Regions from separate parts of the Mus musculus genome. Here region 2 is linked to region 1. The links are chromatin contacts, called in public promoter capture Hi-C maps. All regions are on one chromosome and are shown on one strand. Each heading gives the region's core, a stretch centred on a gene start, on an enhancer-like site or on the middle of the called end of the contact. The rest is flanking DNA. Distances are from core to core; before and after follow the strand shown.

Region 1 (5,183 bases), core at 1,888-4,387:
CCAGTCTAGGATAGTAACGCCTCTGCCACTGTCCCCAGCTACTTCCCAGTAAGCTTACTTACTACAGGACTGCCTGTCTTGGCACAAAGCATGCTGTTTTGATTGAATTTCAGGGAAATAACAGCCTAAAAGTGAAATTAAGAAGGTCTTTGTTTTGGTTTTGGTTTCTTGTACTACTGAGCAGTTCAGGGCCTCTCATCTCTTACTTTACATCTCTGTTCAGTTGGGCTGTGTGGCCCAAGTATGTGGTGCTGTCTGTAGAAATAGCTGCTGGAAAGGCTAAATTTTACAAGACACAATGAAACACATAACTTAACAGAGAGAAAAGGCTCCCCACTACCCAAGTAAACTTATGAAAGGGTCTTGAGGATCGTCATAGTCCATCCTTAGATGTTTGAGCCCAGGAGAAGCCACTATCTGTATGGGATTTATTATTACCAAAGGTTCAACATCTCCCTCAACTCCCTTATGTGTAGGAAATGTCAACACCCCCCACGGAATGTCTTTATTTTGCTTTGTTGCTTTCACAAGTAAAGAATAATGCTCAATTTAATACACTCTTTGGGGGATGTGGGGGTGTATAGGCATGAAGAATGAGTCAGGGCCGCCTTAACCTGTAACGGAGGCTGGCCTGGAATTTACTACTAAGTCCAGACTGGCCTCCAACTACTGGGCTCACAGGCAAAGTCCCCGTGTCCAACCTAAGCATTTCTGGAGAAGAGAGGAATACTCACTCACATGTGTGACTCAGGTCAAGGCAAGCAATCCTTAACACATGTGAATGTTGAAACTTTTACATAAAACAACAGACTCTTCAGCTACTGTTTTTGTTTTTGCTTTTGTTTTCTTTATGGTATTGCCTTAAGTGCCCACAAACGTAGCTGACATTCTTTTGCCGCTGCTGCTCCAAAATAGTAACTGTTTTAGGGTGGAGAATTAGCATGAAGCCTCTTACTTTTGACTACTTAAGGATTTTAGGAGCATTAAAATATATGTAACACTCCTAATGCCTGGACACCTGCACACCCCACCGCACACAGAGAGAACAGGAAGGAAGGACCCTTTCCACACAGTGTCAACTCACAGAGGCGGTAACTGAAAGATGAACACCTCCCTCCACTACTTTTAAAGCAATGGTATTCTCAAAGACATGCCAGCACAGCACACATGCCAACTCTACCCAACCTTGGGAGGAATCATGAGTAATACTGAAGTGTTGGAATAACTCTAAGCCTGCTACTGAATAGCGCGAACACGTTAGCATGGGGCATTCTGATTCTCCATTCTGCAGTACACAGCCATTCTAACTATGGCAGATGGGAAGGAAAACATGGGGTGACTTTTTAAGGTTAATGATTCAGGCGACTCTTAGAATAACTTCTACTTGAGAAGCTGTAACTATGAGGTCCTATCAAGAGCCTCTCCAGCTGTTGAAAACTGAGTTCTGGAATTTCCCCTCTGCTTACCCATTCCTGACAATCCTTAAACCCAAATATCACCGTTTAATGACTCCAGAGGAGTGCTTCTAGCCTCCAATGGACTCAGAACTCCATCTAAATTTTCAATTGGTCTCCTGATTAAATGTTTATGGAATTAACCAGAAACCTAGCCTCCGAAAGCCACAGCTGGCTCCCCTGCCCCGCCCCCTAGTCTTCCTTTATAAGTAGCTGAAGGACCCCATCTGAAAGCCAAGCCATTCAGAAGCCTAAGAGACCTGATGCAAGTCGGAAGAGACAACGACAGTCGTGAGGTCTAGGCAATGGCACAAAAGTGGGGCACCCACTGCCCTGGGAAACGCTAGGCGCTCGCTGGGGTACAAATCGTCCCGCAAAGAACAGAACAGGATATGGTCGGAAACTTAAGTCAGATCTGCACGGATTCCCAAGGCCCCAACCCTCTTCCACCACCCTCCTTCCTGTTTATGGGTCCACTCCCACAACTCCGACTACTAAAGGGAAAGCAGACATCTCCAAAATATGTCAACACATGACACAACTTGAAGAAGCAGGCTGCTCTGTGGCGCGGGTTACAACTTGCCGGGCTCACACTGGCAAACAGGCTCACTTTAATTACTTTTCATTTACTATGCCACGCTTCCCCTCCAGGGCCCCCGCAAAGACCGGGGTTAGTGAGAACCGGGGAGCCCCGGTGGAGGGAACCAAAATGTGTGGGCGGAGAGCCAGACACCAGCCTCTGCTCGCACAGGCGCAGAACCAAGGTTGGCACCGCCTCTCTGGCTGCAGCAAGCCACGGTCGCGCGGCGCGGAGGCCGGGGCCCCGACACTACGCGGAGAGGACAGGGCTAGCCGACGGCCGGCCACCTTTGTCTGGCCTTCCCCACCCACCAGGACGCAGAATGCTTCCATGTAGAGGTCCACGACTTGGTTCGTGTTCTGGACTTGCTCGCGGTCGCCCGAGATGCCCCCACTTCCCGCGCGCCAGGAACAGCTCCTAGGCGCATCCCTGCGCTCCTGCACCACGGTCGCAGGTCGCCGGGGCCAGGAGGACCACCGTGCCCGCTACAACCACCGTGCTCGTTGCAGAACCCGCTCCTGCCGAGCCAATCTAGTAACACATTCGGGCCCGGCGGGAAGGAGCGACAGCCCGGCTCGCACACGCGTGGCCAGCCCCGGCCTTGTCTCACCTGCCCGAACCGTGTCCGAGAGGTCATGTCCCGGGGCCGTAGTCCTGGGAAACTCCTTCAGCTTCCTGGCGCTCAGGTTCAAGCCCCCAGAGTTGGCCGCCTCCTCCAGCGCGCGCTCCAAACCACGGTTCAAGGGCAGGTTGAAGCCGGTGCCGCCGGTGCCTCCGTGGTGCTGGTGGTGTTGGTGGTGTTGGTGGTGCTGGTGGAGATGCGGGTGCAGGGCGGTTACCGAGAGAGCGGGCGCGAAAGCTTGGGGTTCGCTTCCCGGCGTCGCCATCTTCTCCCGGTCCCCCGCCCCGCCGCTCCTGCGCGGGGTCACAGGTTTCCCCGGCGGTCCCGAGTCCCCGCAGCGCTCCCTCGAAAGCCGCGGGACTGCGGGAGGGGCGGCAAGCGGCGCAGAGGTGGAGGCAGCAGTTCGATCGCCAAGGTTTCCAGCCGGGGGAGCCAAGGGCTGCGGCGGCGGCAGCGACGGCAGCGGTGGCGCGCCTGTGTCTGCTCGTGCTCGCGCCCCCGCCCGCCGCTCCTCCTCCGCAGCTTGTTGGCGCTCCACCCCCGAAGCTGGCTGGAACTGGATGCACATTCTGGGTGACTTTCTCTCCAGCCCGACCCCTTGTAGTTTACACATCTGCGGGCCAGGGTATTTTGTCGGTTTCGTTTTTGTCTTCTGGGATTTTTTTTAAGCCGTTTATGAAAACCCAGGCGAGGCGGGAGACAAGATTTGGAATACAAGGTCACAGGGAGGAGAGTGGTTCTGGTTGATTGATCCAGAGTTGCCCCCAAAAGCAGTTTTTCCACTGTGGGTTTACCCTCACGGACGCCCCCTGGCATTTAGGTGCTTACCATACAAAATCTCTCACTAAATCCAGGAAATCTGTGAGTGGAAAAATTGCTTCCTTCAGCGAGAGGAAGTTAAAGCGAGCCGCGATCACCCCTGCAGAATTCGAACACGCAGCCCACAGTCACCAAAATTTTGCACCTTCACTACAGACCACAGGAACAAGAAAGACTTCAGGGCAAATAGACAAATCTATAGAGGAAGGGCTTTGAGAAAGGGTAATTTTTATGATAAAATACCCAAATTATTACTCCAAGCGTTAGAACGCCAAAGACCTAGTGATCACAAAGGTCATATCTTAAACCTAAGCCTAGGTACTATGAAATGTTCCGGGTGCGCCACCTTCTTATTCATGTGAGGCATGGGAACTGAACTGTCTGATTGCAAACAAATCTTCTGCCATGGGTTGACCTACAGTGGGCGCCTGAGCCAGGCCTTGCACCCCATGGAAGAGCCAGAGGACCTGTGTCACCTAAAGCCACCCAGCTGGAAGACTGATAAAGCCTCCATTCCCTTCCCACACCTTAACAGCCTGGGACCCAAAGCTTGATAGTCTCTATGGAGTGACTCGGCTTGGAGAAATGAGGCTGGAGTGAAGTATGGACATGATACAACTTTATCATACATACTACAGTAATGCAGATCTGTGATAGTCTAGGCAGCCGCGTGGACCTAATGACTTCTTGGGCTCAGCACTAAGTATGACATGATCTATGTCACTTGCATGGACTTCGCTACAGGGCTACCCCTTAATTCCTGAGATTCCAGGCTGAGAGCAAATCCTACTTATTCCGGAAGAAACAGGCGCCACCTAGTGGTGTGCCGCCCTCACCCCCCACCACCTTCCTCCTCTCTGGCTCCACTTCCTTCAAGTCTCTATGATTTCATAAACTGTGCCTTAAGCTTAGTTTTGTTTTCACCCTGTTCTGTAGGCGGTCTCTTCGATCTGTTGCTTCCTTTGTGGTGTAGAAGCATTTTCATTTCATTCAATCTTGCTTGACAGTTTTTGTAATCATTTCCTGTGAGCTTAGGGCTCTTTTCAGAGAATCCTTCCCAATTCCTGCATCATGGAGGGTTTTTTCCTGTTTTCCTTTGACCATTTAAGGTTTTTGAGTGTTATATTAAGTGCTTTGATCCATTTTGAATTGATCTTTGGGCAGGGCAAGATACAGAGATCCAGTTTAATTCTTCCACATGCAGAATCTAGCTTTCCCAGCGCGATGTGCCAGAGACCTTCTTTTCTCTGGTGTGTGCTTTGGGTACCTAGTGAGGTAGCCTTAGGTGCAGCTGCACTGATTCATTCCTGAATCTTCTGCTCCTTTGAGTTACGTGGTTTTGTGGCAACACCATGCTGTGTTTCTTCCTGCAGTTCTGTGATACTTAGAATCTTCTATTGCCATTCCTCCAGCCATTACCTTTTTTGTTCAGTATTGTTTTGACTACCCAGCATCATTTGAAATTTAGGTTGTCAATATCTAGGATGTTAAAAGAATGACAGAAAAATATTAAACACCCAAGAAATCTATCCAGTCAACAAATGGGCAGATGAAATGAACAGACACTTCTCAAAAGATAAAGTACAAATAATTTAAAAAAAAAAAAGATGCAAAATATGTTCAGAGTCCTTAACCAGGGGGAGCTGTAATCAAAACTGCAATGAGAATACATCTTACCACCAGATAAAATGGCTAGCACTAAAACAAA
Region 2 (5,183 bases), core at 1,360-3,859, 3.0 Mb after region 1:
TGGCATGGTGGTTTTTAAAACAATAAAAGCCATAGAATTCTTGCACACAAAATAGGGCATCATGTCAGTATGTAGGAGAGAAGGAGTTAAAGTGGTTGGTTGGAACTGGGATGGGGACCCCAAGTTTTCTGAAAGTCCTAAGCCCTGCTTCTTTTTATCAGCCATTTCTACAGAGGTATACACTCCAACATCCTGGCAAAAAGCCAGGCTGACTCACTCACTCTCTCTCTCTCTCTCTCTCTCTCTCTCTCTCTCACACACACACACACACACACACACACACACACACACACACATGGATGGTGAGAGAGTAAATCACATGCAAGTGGATAAGGCATCCTGGGATATCCTAAGGAAGCATGTAGGCACCTCCTGCCATAGTGAATCACAAATATGAGTTTAATCAGGGAACATGGTAGAACAGTGAGCAGGCTAAGAATCTCTGTCTTGCCTGTGGGCCTCTGATTCAGTCTCATGTTTAGAACTTGAATTGTAGAGTATGGTTTGGGTTGTATAGTAAATAGGATCAAACAATATATATCTTTGAAATCAGTACCACCATTACTAGCTGTTTGGGGTTTGGGGCTGGGTTTCCCCTAACTTGCCTTTTCCCTTCCTCAAATGTTAAATCCAATGCCACGGATCTTCTCTTTGAAGCAAGGATTCCTGTGACATTCCCCAAGAACTCATGACTGGGCCCAGTACAGCCTCCAGGCAGGTCATGCTGGCCTTCTCCTAAGGTCACCATGGCAGCTGTGACATGACTGGAGCTTTCTGTTGGGGTCTATCATGAGGATTTGGCTGCTTCTGGGCATGGGCATTTGGGTCTGGGTGACTCTCCTGTGGGGCTGCTGTCTGAACACTATTTCATGTTTAGCGGTGTCTTGGCTTCTCCCCACTAGATGCCAGGTATCCTTCCTCCTCTAGGTTCCACTGTGACAACTGCCTCTAGGCTTTGCCTAATGTCTGTTGGAGGCAAAACTCAACTCGGACAACCATTGATATTAAGTATCTCCTTAGTCCTCACAACACCTTACAAGGTGGAGACGGGGACTTCTGCTCCCACAGTGCAGATGAGGAAAATGGGACCTCAAAGAAAGCAAACTTACCTCTGCCCTGGGGCCAGCATGTGTCCATGATCTCAGAGTGATGTAAGGCCTCCCTTCCCTCCCTCCACTGCCCCTGGGGATGGATCAGTTCTCCCTGGTGTTCATTTGCTTGTTTAGTTTTGTTTGTTTTCTTTAACCTATGTTATCTCTAGTTTGGTTTGGGTTTTAATGTCTACTTTGTATTTCCCACACAGCGGCCTTACTGCTAATACACATCTCTGGCCTAGCTTTACTAACCAGGTCCTCAGTTTTTCTTCCTGTTATTAACCTGTTCATTTTTCCATCTCGCCTTCACTTTGACTTTCTCAAGCTCTATGGAGAGCCCCCCTGCCCCTGCCTCCACCCCCCTGTTGCCGGTTCTTCCCCCGCTGGCCCACCCCCATTGCCGTCTACATTGCCTTCAGCACTGGTTCATAGAATGGTCTTGGATCAGCCTCACTGAGAACTGTTGGAAGGGCAATTCCTTAGGCCCACTCCAGAGCTGAACTCTAGGGTAAGCACCTACATACCCGTTCTAACACACCCATCATGTGGTTCTAATCCTCTCTGAGCTTTGAGACGCTCTGGCCCACTTAACCAAGCCCCAACACCTCCTCGTTGTGGTGTGTGCAGCAGACTATGCACTCCAATGGCCACTGCCTTCTCCCTTCCTATTTTACCACTTGCACTTAACGACCTTTCAGTTTTATTCTCTTATTAGCTATCCAACATGCATTTGTCTTTCTGCTCTAAGCACCAATAATAAATAAACCAAGACAGTGAAACTTCTGGGCGGCCAGTTGCCAAGCAGAAAGGCTCTGCCGTAGGACGTCACCTGGATGGGTACACACCACATAATTTTATAGCAGAAGCCCTGTCATAATGCCCTACCACCACCACCCCAGCCACACAGTCACATCAGGATTTTCTGGAACCTTAAAAACAAAACTAAACAAACAAAGGATGCCAGAACATAGTCCAAGACCTATGGAAATAGTCTTGTAAACCTGGTCTTTGTTTTTAACGTTTCAACAGAGCTGGATCACTGGAAGCTGTGCTTAGGACCGGCATTCAATCCGTCGGTTTTTGAATGCTTAGTCAATCACTTAGAGAGGCTAACAGGCCCTCGGCTCTGCCTATCCCTCAGCTCGCCTCTCCAGCTCTGCTGTTTTGTTTGTTTGTTTGTTTGTTTGTTTTTCTTTCTTCTGATTTCACTTTCCACTTCCTCTGACCGCCAAACAGCAGCCACAACTAACAAACGGAACTATTCTTTTTCTGTTCCATTGCTTTTAGTTATTGTCCTAATCTATGGGGACTCAAGGTAATATGTCCCCGGGTGTCCAGCTTCTGACAGTGACCTCAAATCAGGGACACCCCTTAAACAGCTCAAGTTTCTCCAGGTTTCTGGCTATTTTGCACCAGCTTAGAAGCTTCCCAAGGCTCATCATAATGATCTCTGGTGCTCTCTGCAGTGGCTATGAATCCCTGAGCCCGATCACCTGCAGCTGGGTGAACCAGCTCAGTTCTTCAGCCTTGCTAGAGGCAGGCTCAGCCCAGGAAGCTAACCTGTGAGAAAGTCCAAGGGTGTCCGGGTAGAGAATGAATGAGGAAGTTCTCTGAACCCAGCGGGTGGTTAAAGAGAAATCGAAACTCAGCTGTTAAAACCGCTCTCCTTGCTCTTCAGAACCCCTTCCTCGAGCCTCCTTAGAAGCCCTTACCAGCATCCGTCCCTCAAAGGCTGTGGCCAGGACCCCACGGGCTGTGGACCATGTACACCCGCAGTAAGGTGGTGGGCCCAGGCTTGGGCACTTCCTCCATCTCTCGGGACCACGCTGGAGCTGGGCAGCGCAGGGAGCTGGGCTTGCAGCAAAACCGGAGACAGAGTTTGGAGGTGGCAGCTCCCGAGGGCCCCAAGATGGAGAGGCAGGGGCATGCTGACCAGGGAAGGTAAGTATTTGCAAGCTGCCTTGGAAGCAGGAAGTCCTGTTCCCGAATATAATCAGGCCCCAGGTACCTTCCTGGTCTTTGGAGTTTGAAATCACAGAGGCTTAATAACAGGGATTTTGAAAGAGTTATATATCATTTACCTCTTTAAAATCACCTAGGAATTGATTTATTATGCCTTGCACCTGCCTGTTTGCAGACCTTTATAGCAGATTCTCACCCCCAGTCCACTGATTCTTAAGACTGGCTCAAGGATTAAAAGATGAATACATGCAACCTGGGCTTTTCATTCTTTATGAAAGTAAGTTTTTCTTTACTAGAGAAAGGGGTGGCGGCTCTAAATGGGACTACCATGCTAGAATAAAGGCAAGAAGGAGCGTGATGCAGAGGGTCCAGATAGCCTTAAAGCTATCTGGAAGTTCTCTAATGGTCTAACTTAAAGTTTCCATCAGTACAGCTGGGAGTGAGGACCCCAGACGCTCAAGATTGGATTGCATGCTAAGCAAAGCAGGGACTCATAGGAGGCGTTTATTCTTGATCTGCTGTTTAAGGACTGACGGTGGCATCCTGAACTCGAGCTCCCCCCCCCAATTTTTTATTAGATATTTTCTTCATTTACATTTCAAATGCTATCCCGAAAGTCCCCTATACCCCCCCCCCCGCTTCCCTACCCACCCACTCCCACTTCTTGGCCCTGGTGTTCCCCTGTATTGGGGCATATAAAGTTTGAAAGCAAGCTTTGTAGAACACCAGCGACCCTCTCCTTGCACGGGGTGGAATGGGCTTTTTTTTTTCCCACTCAGCACCATGGTTTGAAGTGCCGCCTCTGTGAATTAGAACTGTACAAATGGTTTTATTTTTAGTTTCCCTGCTTTGCAGCGACTTCTTTGTTGCAAGAAAGACAAATGCTGGTTGCTAAGGAACAGCTACCTAACCTTATGACCAATACACACTAGCACTAGAGATTCTTTCATCCCCATGTCGTTTCTGAAGGTAGGGAGGTTATGATACCATTCAGGGTAGCTACCCTTAGATGGGGCAGGTGATCTGGGAGTCAATCAGAGACTGTGGAATTTCTCTCAGAATAACTGGCATCTTGCCATAACCGAAGTTCATTAACTCCGAGTCACATGTCTATAAACTGGTCTCACACTTATGAGTAGTTAATGATAAAAATCCTTTTATTAGGAAGCATCCATTTAGATATAAGCACGTCTTTGTATGCTCCTCTCATCTCGTGGGCACTAAGCAGTTGTCTCTTTCTGTTTTCTGATGGGATGCTAATCGCTCCCTCGTCTTGCTGGACCAAATCCCTCTGAAAGGAACAGTTTGCTGCTAGAACATTAGAGAACTTCCTGAAAGACATCAGTTGCTTCATTAGAGTTGGCGGTAGTCAGCAGCATTAGAGAATGCTCTCCCCTTTGGGTGCTTAACATCTGAGTGTTTGGACCACTCTGGATTCAGCTTGTATCTTTATTCACTATGTCAACTCGCTGAGTTGCTTCCTTAATTAAGTTGGTAGGTAAAGGGGCTTGCATGAGAGCAAAACAAAACGGCATCTCAGTTAACACAACAACAAAAAATTAGGAAGGTCTTATTTATCTGGGGGAGAAAATTTAGGAGATGTGTGTGTGTGTGTGTGTGTGTGTGTGTGTGTGTGTGTGAGAGAGAGAGAGAGAGAGAGAGATGGAAAATAAGAAAGGAGGATGCTAAGTGTCTTAATAGTGCATTTGTGTGGCAAAGGTAACTTTAACCTCATTTGTAGGCAACCTTCTTCTGTTAGTTCATGTGGGCAACAGATTCAATGTGGGGATTACAATCATAGGCTTTGATGCCTAGTCGATGAGTTCAAGTTCTGATTCTATGGTGACTTGCTCTCTGAATATCATGCTTAGCTACTATGTGCCTCCATTTTCTCATTACTAAAGGTGACATGATCGCATCCTTTAAGCTAGTGTTCAGTAAATGCTGACAAGCTGACAGCCATGACTTCATGTAACAGCCATTTATTGATGATGCTATCATGAGAAAACATATTGACTTAAAAGACCTTTTTTACAAAATAAAATACACAAGTGCTCTGGTAGTTTTGTGCCAATTTGACAGAAGCTAGAGTCCTTTCAGAAGAGGGAACGTTAATTGAGAAAATGC

The links. Promoter capture Hi-C pulls out the DNA fragments that hold promoters and counts their contacts.
Region 2: a contact with region 1 is called in a promoter capture Hi-C map of pre-B cells, with 3 times the contacts expected there. The contact joins the promoter of Epsti1 here to the promoter of Lrch1 in region 1.

Annotation. Positions count from the first base shown.
Region 1 is chr14:74,944,740-74,949,922 of GRCm38.p6, forward strand. It overlaps Lrch1 (leucine-rich repeats and calponin homology (CH) domain containing 1), which reads right to left and starts at 3,138. Exons shown (of 19, transcript NM_001252132.1): 1 at 2,645-3,138. The coding sequence starts at 2,921.
Region 2 is chr14:77,901,630-77,906,812 of GRCm38.p6, forward strand. It overlaps Epsti1 (epithelial stromal interaction 1 (breast)), which reads left to right and starts at 2,610. Exons shown (of 12, transcript NM_029495.2): 1 at 2,610-3,035. The coding sequence starts at 2,857.